Regions from separate parts of the Mus musculus genome. Here regions 1 and 3 are each linked to region 2. Evidence: chromatin contacts called from public HiChIP or PLAC-seq data. All regions are on one chromosome and are shown on one strand. Each heading gives the region's core, a stretch centred on a gene start, on an enhancer-like site or on the middle of the called end of the contact. The rest is flanking DNA. Distances are from core to core; before and after follow the strand shown. Region 1 overlaps Rad9b (RAD9 checkpoint clamp component B). Region 2 holds the start of Pptc7 (PTC7 protein phosphatase homolog). Region 3 overlaps Hvcn1 (hydrogen voltage-gated channel 1).

The links. HiChIP or PLAC-seq counts read pairs in DNA pulled down with a chosen protein or histone mark.
Region 1: an H3K4me3 HiChIP or PLAC-seq map of the SCID.adh cell line shows a contact between it and region 2, with 15 read pairs. The contact joins the enhancer-like site here to the promoter of Pptc7 in region 2. A contact is called at or near these places in 23 of 39 promoter capture datasets (the 3T3-L1 cell line, 3T3-L1-derived adipocytes, the C10 cell line and 17 more), 3 of 15 datasets of contacts at CTCF or cohesin (CD8 T cells, the NIH/3T3 cell line and hippocampal excitatory neurons), 105 of 484 Hi-C or Micro-C datasets (the 3T3-L1 cell line, 3T3-L1-derived adipocytes, the 63-12 cell line and 77 more), 30 of 115 datasets of contacts at active chromatin or transcription factors (the 230-238 cell line, CD4 T cells, CD8 T cells and 18 more) and 3 of 9 other capture datasets (adipose tissue, liver and pancreatic islet).
Region 3: a contact with region 2 is called in a CTCF HiChIP or PLAC-seq map of CD8 T cells, with 6 read pairs. The contact joins the enhancer-like site here to the promoter of Pptc7 in region 2. A contact is called at or near these places in 1 of 15 datasets of contacts at CTCF or cohesin (CD8 T cells), 1 of 484 Hi-C or Micro-C datasets (CD4 T cells), 2 of 115 datasets of contacts at active chromatin or transcription factors (effector CD8 T cells and embryonic stem cells) and 3 of 9 other capture datasets (adipose tissue, liver and pancreatic islet).

Annotation. Positions count from the first base shown.
Region 1 is chr5:122,334,542-122,337,241 of GRCm38.p6, forward strand. All of the region lies in intron 6 of Rad9b (RAD9 checkpoint clamp component B), which reads right to left. Among named protein-coding and RNA genes, the nearest start is that of Rad9b, 18 kb to the right of the region's middle. Within about 2 kb of position 1,325, at least 7 of the 459 cell types and tissues checked have an H3K27ac peak or open chromatin away from gene starts, as enhancers often do. A contact at or near this core is called in the SCID.adh cell line, where this site is marked.
Region 2 is chr5:122,283,042-122,285,741 of GRCm38.p6, forward strand. It overlaps Pptc7 (PTC7 protein phosphatase homolog), which reads left to right and starts at 1,357. Exons shown (of 6, transcript NM_177242.4): 1 at 1,357-1,868. The coding sequence starts at 1,628.
Region 3 is chr5:122,233,932-122,236,631 of GRCm38.p6, forward strand. All of the region lies in intron 4 of Hvcn1 (hydrogen voltage-gated channel 1), which reads left to right. Among named protein-coding and RNA genes, the nearest start is that of Hvcn1, 26 kb to the left of the region's middle. Within about 2 kb of position 1,445, at least 73 of the 459 cell types and tissues checked have an H3K27ac peak or open chromatin away from gene starts, as enhancers often do. A contact at or near this core is called in CD8 T cells, where this site is marked.

The DNA.
Region 1 (2,700 bases), core at 75-2,574, 51 kb after region 2:
TAAAACCGAGGCATGGGGCTGGTGAGATGGCTCAGTGGGTAAGAGCACCCGACTGCTCTTCCAAAGGTCCAAAGTTCAAATCCCAGCAACCACATGGTGGCTCACAACCACCCGTAATGAGATCTGATGCCCTCTTCTGGAGTGTCTGAAGACAGCTACAGTGTACTTACATATAATAAATAAATAAATCTTTAAAAAAAAAAAAAAAAAAAAAAAAAAAAACCGAGGCATGTGCTAACCAAGAGTGAATCATAGAGGGGAGTCTTTGTCCTGCCCTGAAGGTGGAGTTTAAAGGACACTCCACTCTTGAAGCTGGGTAGCTCTGTGACTGCGCTAATCAGCAGGAAAAGGCAAAGCAAGGCCACCACCTGTGCCAAACTAGTCTCAGCAGCCAGCTGGCACGCCCCAGATACTGCCTCCAGATCTTTGGGTGCTTCTAGCTCATCACTGCCTAACCACAGCAGGTGAGGCCCCAAGTGGCAACTATACCTCTGAGTCCCATCAGCCTGCAGAGTCCTGAGAGGTAGAAAGGACTGTCCCAGCTACGATGTTTTGGAATGGCTTGCTGTCAGCAATAAACAACAACCAGAATACCATGTGTCTTTTTACTTCATCTATTTTTGTCTGTCTGTCTGTCTGTCTCTATCCTATCTATCTATCTATCTATCTATCTATCTATCTATCTAAAGTTCTATCTATCTATCTCTATCTATTTATCTAAAGTACTTAGTGAGACAGGGTCTCATGTAGCCCAGATTAGCCTCAAAATGCTATGTGGCCAAAGGTGGCCTTGAATTCCTAATCCTCCTGTCTCAGCCTCCCAATTACTGAAATTACAGGTCTGGGTCATCACATATAGCCAAAGCTGACTAATTCTAAAAGAGAGTACTATATAGTTTACATATAAAATTAAGTTATACTTTTTGAGTGAACTATATATCCTATGCTGTTTTAAAATATTAAAAATTTAAATCCTCTCCAAATTTAAATAAAAAATTAATAAATTAAGCTGGGCATGGTGGCATACATGACTTTAATCCCAGCACTCAGGAGGCAGAGGCAGGTAGATCTCTGTGGATTCAAGCCCAGCCTGGTCTACAGAGTGAGTTCCAGGATACCCAGGACTGTTACAAAGAGAAACCCTGTTTTGGAAAATCAATAACTGATTAATTAATTAATCAATTAATTAAAAAGCATAAAAGAGATAGACTAAATTATAAAAGTGTGACTTAAAAGATAACTTAGGGCTCAAGACCAGCTTGGGCATCTCAGCCTCTGTCTCAAAGTAAAAGCTAAAAAGATGTCTAGAAGCTAGGCATGGTTGGTGAGTCACACTTACAACCCAGCACTGAGAAGCTGAGGCAAGAGGACTGCCGTCAGTTCAAGGCCAGTGAGCTACGCCACTCAGTGAGTTCTAAACTAGGCTGAGCCAATCCTAAAAAAGAGAGGGGTTGGGGGACCTGGAGACCCAGCAGCAGAGTGCTTGCCTACCTTGTGTGAGGCCTGGGTTCAAAACCCAGCACAGGAAAAAGGTGAAGGAGGAGGAAAACCACAGAAGTGAGGCATTGGTGACAAGCCACATTATCCTAGCGCTTGGGACGGTCAGTTGTTCAAGACGAGCCAGGTTACATAGACAGATTCCTCAGAATAAGTAAGAGGAGAGAAGAAAATGCCTACTGACAGTGCCAAGGGAGTGTTTGAAATTCACAGGTGTGACAAGGGCTGGCAGAGTAGTCAGATGACATTATCCCGGGGAAGAGGATGACATCATTGCAGGGAAGAGAGAGTCGGTTTTTTTGTTGTTGTTGTTTTGTTTGTTTGGTTTTTGGTTTTTGGAGACAGCCCTGGCTGTCCTGGAACTCACTTTAGCTGGCCTCGAACTCAGAAATCCGCCTGCCTCTGCCTCTGGAGTGCTGGGATTAAAGGCGTTCGCCACCACGCCCGGCTTGGGAAGAGAGAGTCTTAACAGACATGCATCCATGCTACATGATAACAACAGCTGTCTATGAAGCTGGACATCATTACATTTAGGAAGCAAATCAAACCGAGACTAGAAGCTAAGTCATAGCCATTAGGTTCCAAAAATAGACAAGAGCAAGGACTGTCAATGGAATAGAGAAACCCGGACCTTCATCACTGCTTGGAGGAAAAAAATGGTGGGAAACATCTGGCCATTTTCATAAGGCTAAATAGAAAGCTACAATATGACTCAGCACTTTCCCTCCCAAACCTATGTCCAAATGAAACATCTACACAAAAGGTTATGTACAGCCGCTCATAGCAGTGTGATTCATAAGAGTCATAAAGCGAGACAATCAAAAGATTCATCAGTGGTAAATGGATATAGAAAATGTAGCCATCTATGAGAAGGAATAAATCATGAAGAAAAATGAAATACAGGTAAAGACAACATAGAAAACCTGCTGCATGCAAGAGTGCAGGCACAAAAGGACAAGGTTCCAAGTTTGTATCTACAAAGTGTCCAGTCTGGGAAACTCACAGAGACAGAAAGTGGCTAAGTGGTCACCTGGGGCTTGGGCCAGGCAAACCGGAATAGTCTAGTTATAATGGTGCTTGTACACCCACAAGTGTACTTGAATGACTACATGAAGTGATCTGTTGTATATGTGAGTTATATGATAACATATTCAAGAGAATCCGAAGGCTCTGGCCCTGCTGTGAGGTCCACCCGTTGCAGTG
Region 2 (2,700 bases), core at 107-2,606:
GAGATCTGACGCCCTCTTCTGGTGTGTCTGAAGACAGTTACAGTGTACTTAGATATAATAATAAATAAATCTTAAAAAAAAAAAAAAAGAACAGTAATGACGATGATGATGATAAAGAGTCTTTGCTGTTACTCAACTGAAATAATTTCTTAGGGAAATAACTTACAATTGTTAATATTTGGGGAAGGCTGTTTGATCTTTGTTCAAATAGGCCAAGAGTTTTAGAAAAAATAAAATAGAAAGTGCCCCCTCTCTTCTTTATCTCCCTCTCTCTTCTTTCTTTCTTTCTCTCTCTTTCTCTCTCTCTTTCTTTCTTTCTTTCTTTCTTTCTTTCTTTCTTTCTTTCTTTCTTTCTTTCTTTCTTTCTTTTTTGAGACAGGGTGTCTATGTAACCTTAACTGACCTGTAACTCACTATGTAGATCAGGCTGGCCTCATGTTCACAGATCTGCCTACCTCTGCCTCCTAACTGCCAGGGATTAGAGCTATAGGCCATCATGCCTGACCCCTTCTTTCTGCCAAGGGATGACCCTCTTGAAAAGAGAAGGCAGCTGTGGCTGGAGAAAGAGGCCTCATCTTGGCAGTTCTCTCAGCCCTCCACAGTTTCTGAAGGCCTCCAAATCAGAGGCAGGAAAAAGACCTGCTTGGCCAGGTTGACTGTCAAACTTAGGATCTAGGGTACTAGATCTGGGGCTTTCAAGACACAGGAATAATGGAAATGTTAGGATTGCCGTTTCTCACCCAGTATACTAGATGGTGTAGAATCCCAATCTTGGTTTCTTACAGTTATGTAAAGGAATATATATAGAGAGAGGGTGTGTGTATGTGGTGTGTATGGAAGAAACTGTTAAACAAGATATAGTGGCACATAATTTGTAATCCTTGAACTTGAGAAGCTGTAGGCAAGATCAGAAGGAATCCAAGGCCAACCTTGGTGACAGAGCGAGTCTGAGGTCAGCCTGTGCTTGATGAAACTCTATCTCAAAAAAATCAGAAGAGGGAAAAAAAAAGGTGGTGAGAGAGAAAAAAAATCAAAACAGGACACCCATTCTAATTCCCCCCCAAAAAAAACCCCCAACAACCCAGTCTACCGGTCATTCTCAATAATTTACAGTCCTCTGGTAAATCTAACTCCTGGATCACAGGTAGCCAAGACCAAAGCGACTATAACTCTTAACTACGACTTCCAGGAGACACTGCGCCCACACCCTTTGCGCACGCTCGATTCCGGTGACTACATAGGGCTGCGAGTCCGAGGGGGCGGGGCTTGGACCTGAGCCGCGGAGAGGGGGCGGGGCCGGGGCGGGGTCGGAGAGGGGGCGGCGCTGCCGGCGCGGCCCGGAACACGCTAGTGGAGCGGAAGATGGCGGCGGCGGCGGCGGCTGCAGCCGGGACCCCAGTGTGGTTGAGGCGGAGGAGCCGCCGGCTCTGACCTCGCTCTGGCTCCAGTGCGTGCGGTAGAGCGTGTGCGAGGCCCCGTGCGGCGGGCAGGGGCGGCAGTGGCCAGTGCGCGCCGCCCTGAGGAACGCCCCGGCGGCGCGGCTGCGGCGGAGGAGAGAGCCGGCTCCGGGCCTCGGCGTCCTCCGGCGCCCCGGGCCCCGCGCCTCCTCGGGGGGGCGGCGGCGGCGATGTTCTCGGTCTTGTCGTATGGACGCCTGGTGGCCCGTGCCGTGCTCGGCGGCCTGTCGCAGACCGACCCCAGGGCGGGCGGCGGCGGCGGCGGCGGTGGTGGCAGCAGCGGCGACTACGGGTTGGTGACGGCGGGCTGCGGCTTCGGCAAGGACTTCCGTAAGGGCCTGCTCAAGAAGGGCGCGTGCTACGGGGACGACGCGTGTTTCGTGGCCCGCCACCGCTCGGCCGACGTCCTGGGTGAGTCCCCCGGCCCCAAGTCGGCCTCCTGGGGACTCCGGAGTGCGAGTCTTCCCTGCTTCCTCCGCTGAGCGCAGCGCAGCGCCTTGCCGAGCGCCCCGAGATGCGTTTTCTGCCTCACGATCCCTCCCTCCCCATCCCCACACTTTAGAAATGGGGAAACTGAGGGACAGAGCGGTGGAGCCACGTGCCCAAGGTCACCGCCTTGGGAATGTGTCCAGTCCGTCCCGGTGCAGAACCGCGCACTCTTCTTAGTCACAGCCCCCACGCGACCTCGTCCTCCTCGTTCGGCGACACCTGCAGGCTGCTAACCTCGCTTTGCCTCACTCCCTCCTCCCTCTTGGCGCCCCGGGAATCCCTGCTTCTTGGCGAGCTCCTGACGCCACGGCCCGGTCCCAGCTGCGGGATCCGGGAGCAGACCCGAAGACAGACGGCGGGGAGCCCACAGCCCCCCGTCGTGGGTTCTTCCCGCTGCCTGGACCGTCCTCGGATTGCCATCCTTTTCGGGAAGGGCCGTGGGGTTGTGGGTGGACTGCTGGCCTGGTTAGAAATTCTAGCAGTGCTTTCTCCCTAACCCAGCTTGTCTACTTGAGGTCACTTGGGGGTGGCAGAAAGGTCTCCTTGACCCAAAATAGAATGGCTGGACCTGCTTGTAGGCTGCAGCCAAAAAGGCTGTGAGACTCGGTCACAGCTTTTTAGGCCACAGGTGCTTCCTAAGATCTATCCCAGTTACTAGAGGAGAGAGAGAGAGAGAGAGGAGAGAGAGAGAAAGAGAGAGAGAGAGAGAGAGAGAGAGAGAGAGCTGTCCAAAGGCCTAAACAAATGCACAAGC
Region 3 (2,700 bases), core at 195-2,694, 49 kb before region 2:
GACCGGCCAGACAGGGAAGGTCTCAGTTGTGTATGATGCTGGATAGCGGAACGGTCCAGCAGAGCCAGCAGCCGGGGAGCCAGATGGGAGGCTGTGGGAGGGAGGAAAGGAGAGAGAGGGTGTGGCCGCTTGAGAAAGATGGGACTTCCTTTGGGGTGGTGGAAATACTCTAGAGCTAGAGAATGGTGGCTCCACAGCCTCATGACTGGACCCACTGCTGAGGATCTTTATGGCAACCTATGAACGGTTATTTTATGCTAGTTACTTTCATTGTGGCCAGTGTGTATGCTCAGAGTACTACGAGAGAAGCATTCATTCCAGAGTGCCTACTCCTGGACAAGCATGAGGGTCCCTGCTTTGCAACCTCATCACCATGCTTGGCCCTCAGAGCAGAGAGCATGTGGGGCTGTGGGGCTGGGGAGGCTGGGGAGGCTGGGGAGGCTAGGGAGGCTGGGGAGGCTTGGGAGGTGGTTACAGGGATGGGGGGGTGGTGGGAGAGGGGAGCACTTGTTGTACAAGCATGAGGGCCTGAATTCGAGTCCCCAGTGCCCAGGGAAAATGTCAGATGTGGCAGTACGTGCCAGCAATCACAGCATTGGGAGGTAGACAAGAGGTTCCTTGGGACTCACTGGCCAGTGGGGGAGACCCAGGTTCCATGAGAGAGTCTAACACAATGCTACCCAGTCTCAAAGAGTGAAATGGATAGGGGAACTGTAGACACGAATGTGGATCTCTGATTTTTACATGTATGTAAATACACACACACACACACACACACACACACCTGACTCTCACTGTCACCACCTCTCTGCAGATGCTACCACAGGGGGAGAGAGAGGGGAACTTCCTGGCTGCAGAGAGAAACAAGCTGAGCTGAACTCTGCAAGCCATCTGTTCTACCATTGTGAAGGGCAATTTTTTTCAAAAAGATTTTTATATGTGTATACATGCATCATTTGTATGCTGGAGCCCTCGGAGGTCAGGGGTGTCTGATCTCCAGGAGCTAGAGATCTAGGTGGTTGTAAGTCACCAGATGGGGGTTTGAGGAACTGAGCCTAGGTCCTCTGCGGTGAACATTCTTAACCACGGAGCCAGCTCTCCGGCCCCACGAACAAGGGCAAGCTTCTGTCTCTGCTCTGAGGTGGCGAGCAGCTGTCTAGAAGCAGGGATGCCTCCAGGAGAATGCAAGAGACCAAAGAATAAATAGGGGCAGTCAGTTCCTGGTGAGTCCAGTAGCTCAGGGAGGCACTTTGGGGGTGCCACTCAGGGTATCATAGTCCAAGTCCCTTCTGGAAGCAGGAAGAGGCAGCCTCGGTCTCACCAAGAACACTGTTCTCAGGGAGAGAAAAAAAAATGTTTGTCTTTTCTCTCACTTAAAGTGAGCCAACAACCCAGCATCCCTTGCATCTTGCCGGCCCCTCTGCGGCTATGGCAGGAAACGTGGTATTATGTTGTTGGGGTTGAAATCCCAAACCTGCAATTTCAGAGCAGAGGGAGAGAGCCTGCTTCCTTCCAGCTGTAAAGGGAGCCCCAGCGCCCCCCGCCCCCTGCATGTCCCTGCCTCTGAAGGGACTCATCCCCACCACTCTGCCTGCCAGGCTTAGGTCTGACTCTCATAAAGGTATTTATTGTTTGAGGGGACAGTCTTCCACCTACTGTGGATGACAGACAAATGCCGCTTAGCCTGCTAGATGTCCCCTGCAGGCAGAAATTGGAGGTGGAGGTAGTCGTGGTGACTGTCATGTGACGCTCAAAGCTGAGCATAATAGGTCCTATGGGCAGAAAGGCATGTTTCAGGCAGGGGCCTGAGTTGGTCAAGGGCCTGGTATGGAAAGAGACTGTGGCCTGGGTAGGGGGTGGAGAAGGGGTACCAGGGTCCTGTGGAGAAAGCAGCAAGGTTGCTCACCAAGGCAGGGGCTGCCATGGACGGGCTGTGTGGGGGCCGCCATGGTCAGGTTGGTTGAAGATCTTGGATGGAAGCCCCGGATGGGATGGGAGGAAGGAGCGGGGGTTCAGGATCCTTGCTGTCTGCTGGTAGGATCTGCAGGACCTAGTGATGGTGTGTGCTGTCACTTGTCACAGGAGATGGCATAAGCAAGAGAAGATGTGGGTGAGCCAGGCTCTAGGGACAGCAGGCTTGAGATGGGTCTGGCGCTTTCATCTAGATCAAGGGGCCGCCAGAGCTTGAGCCCTCTGCTCACTTGCCCATTGCTGCTTCAGAGTCCAGCGTGTGGCCCGCTGAGGCTCCGGTCCCAGTGCAGGCTGATGGAACCCTGCAGTTGGCACCCCACAGGATGGGATGTGACCTTCCCTGCCACACAAAGCAGCCAGGTGGAGGGGCGTTCAGTTCATAGAGGCCAAGTGTCTTTTCTTGCTCTTTCTCACTTTTAACTTCAGGTGACAGACATGTGATATAAAATTAATCATTGGAAAGTAACTATTTCTGTGGCGTACAGTACCTGGGATACTGTCTGGCCCCCACTAGCCAGTTCCGAGTCTTCTTGTCCCTGTCCAGCCTGCCCCACCGGGACCCCAGGCTGCGCTGTACCTGGGGCTCACATGGGCACTCAGTGTTAACACTCACAGCTCATCCACACGGTGCACAGATCCATGCTTCATGCTGCTTGGTGACTGTGCTGTGAGCCTGCTCACAATATGGCTATGCTTTGGCTTTCGCTTATCATATGAATTTGCTGATTT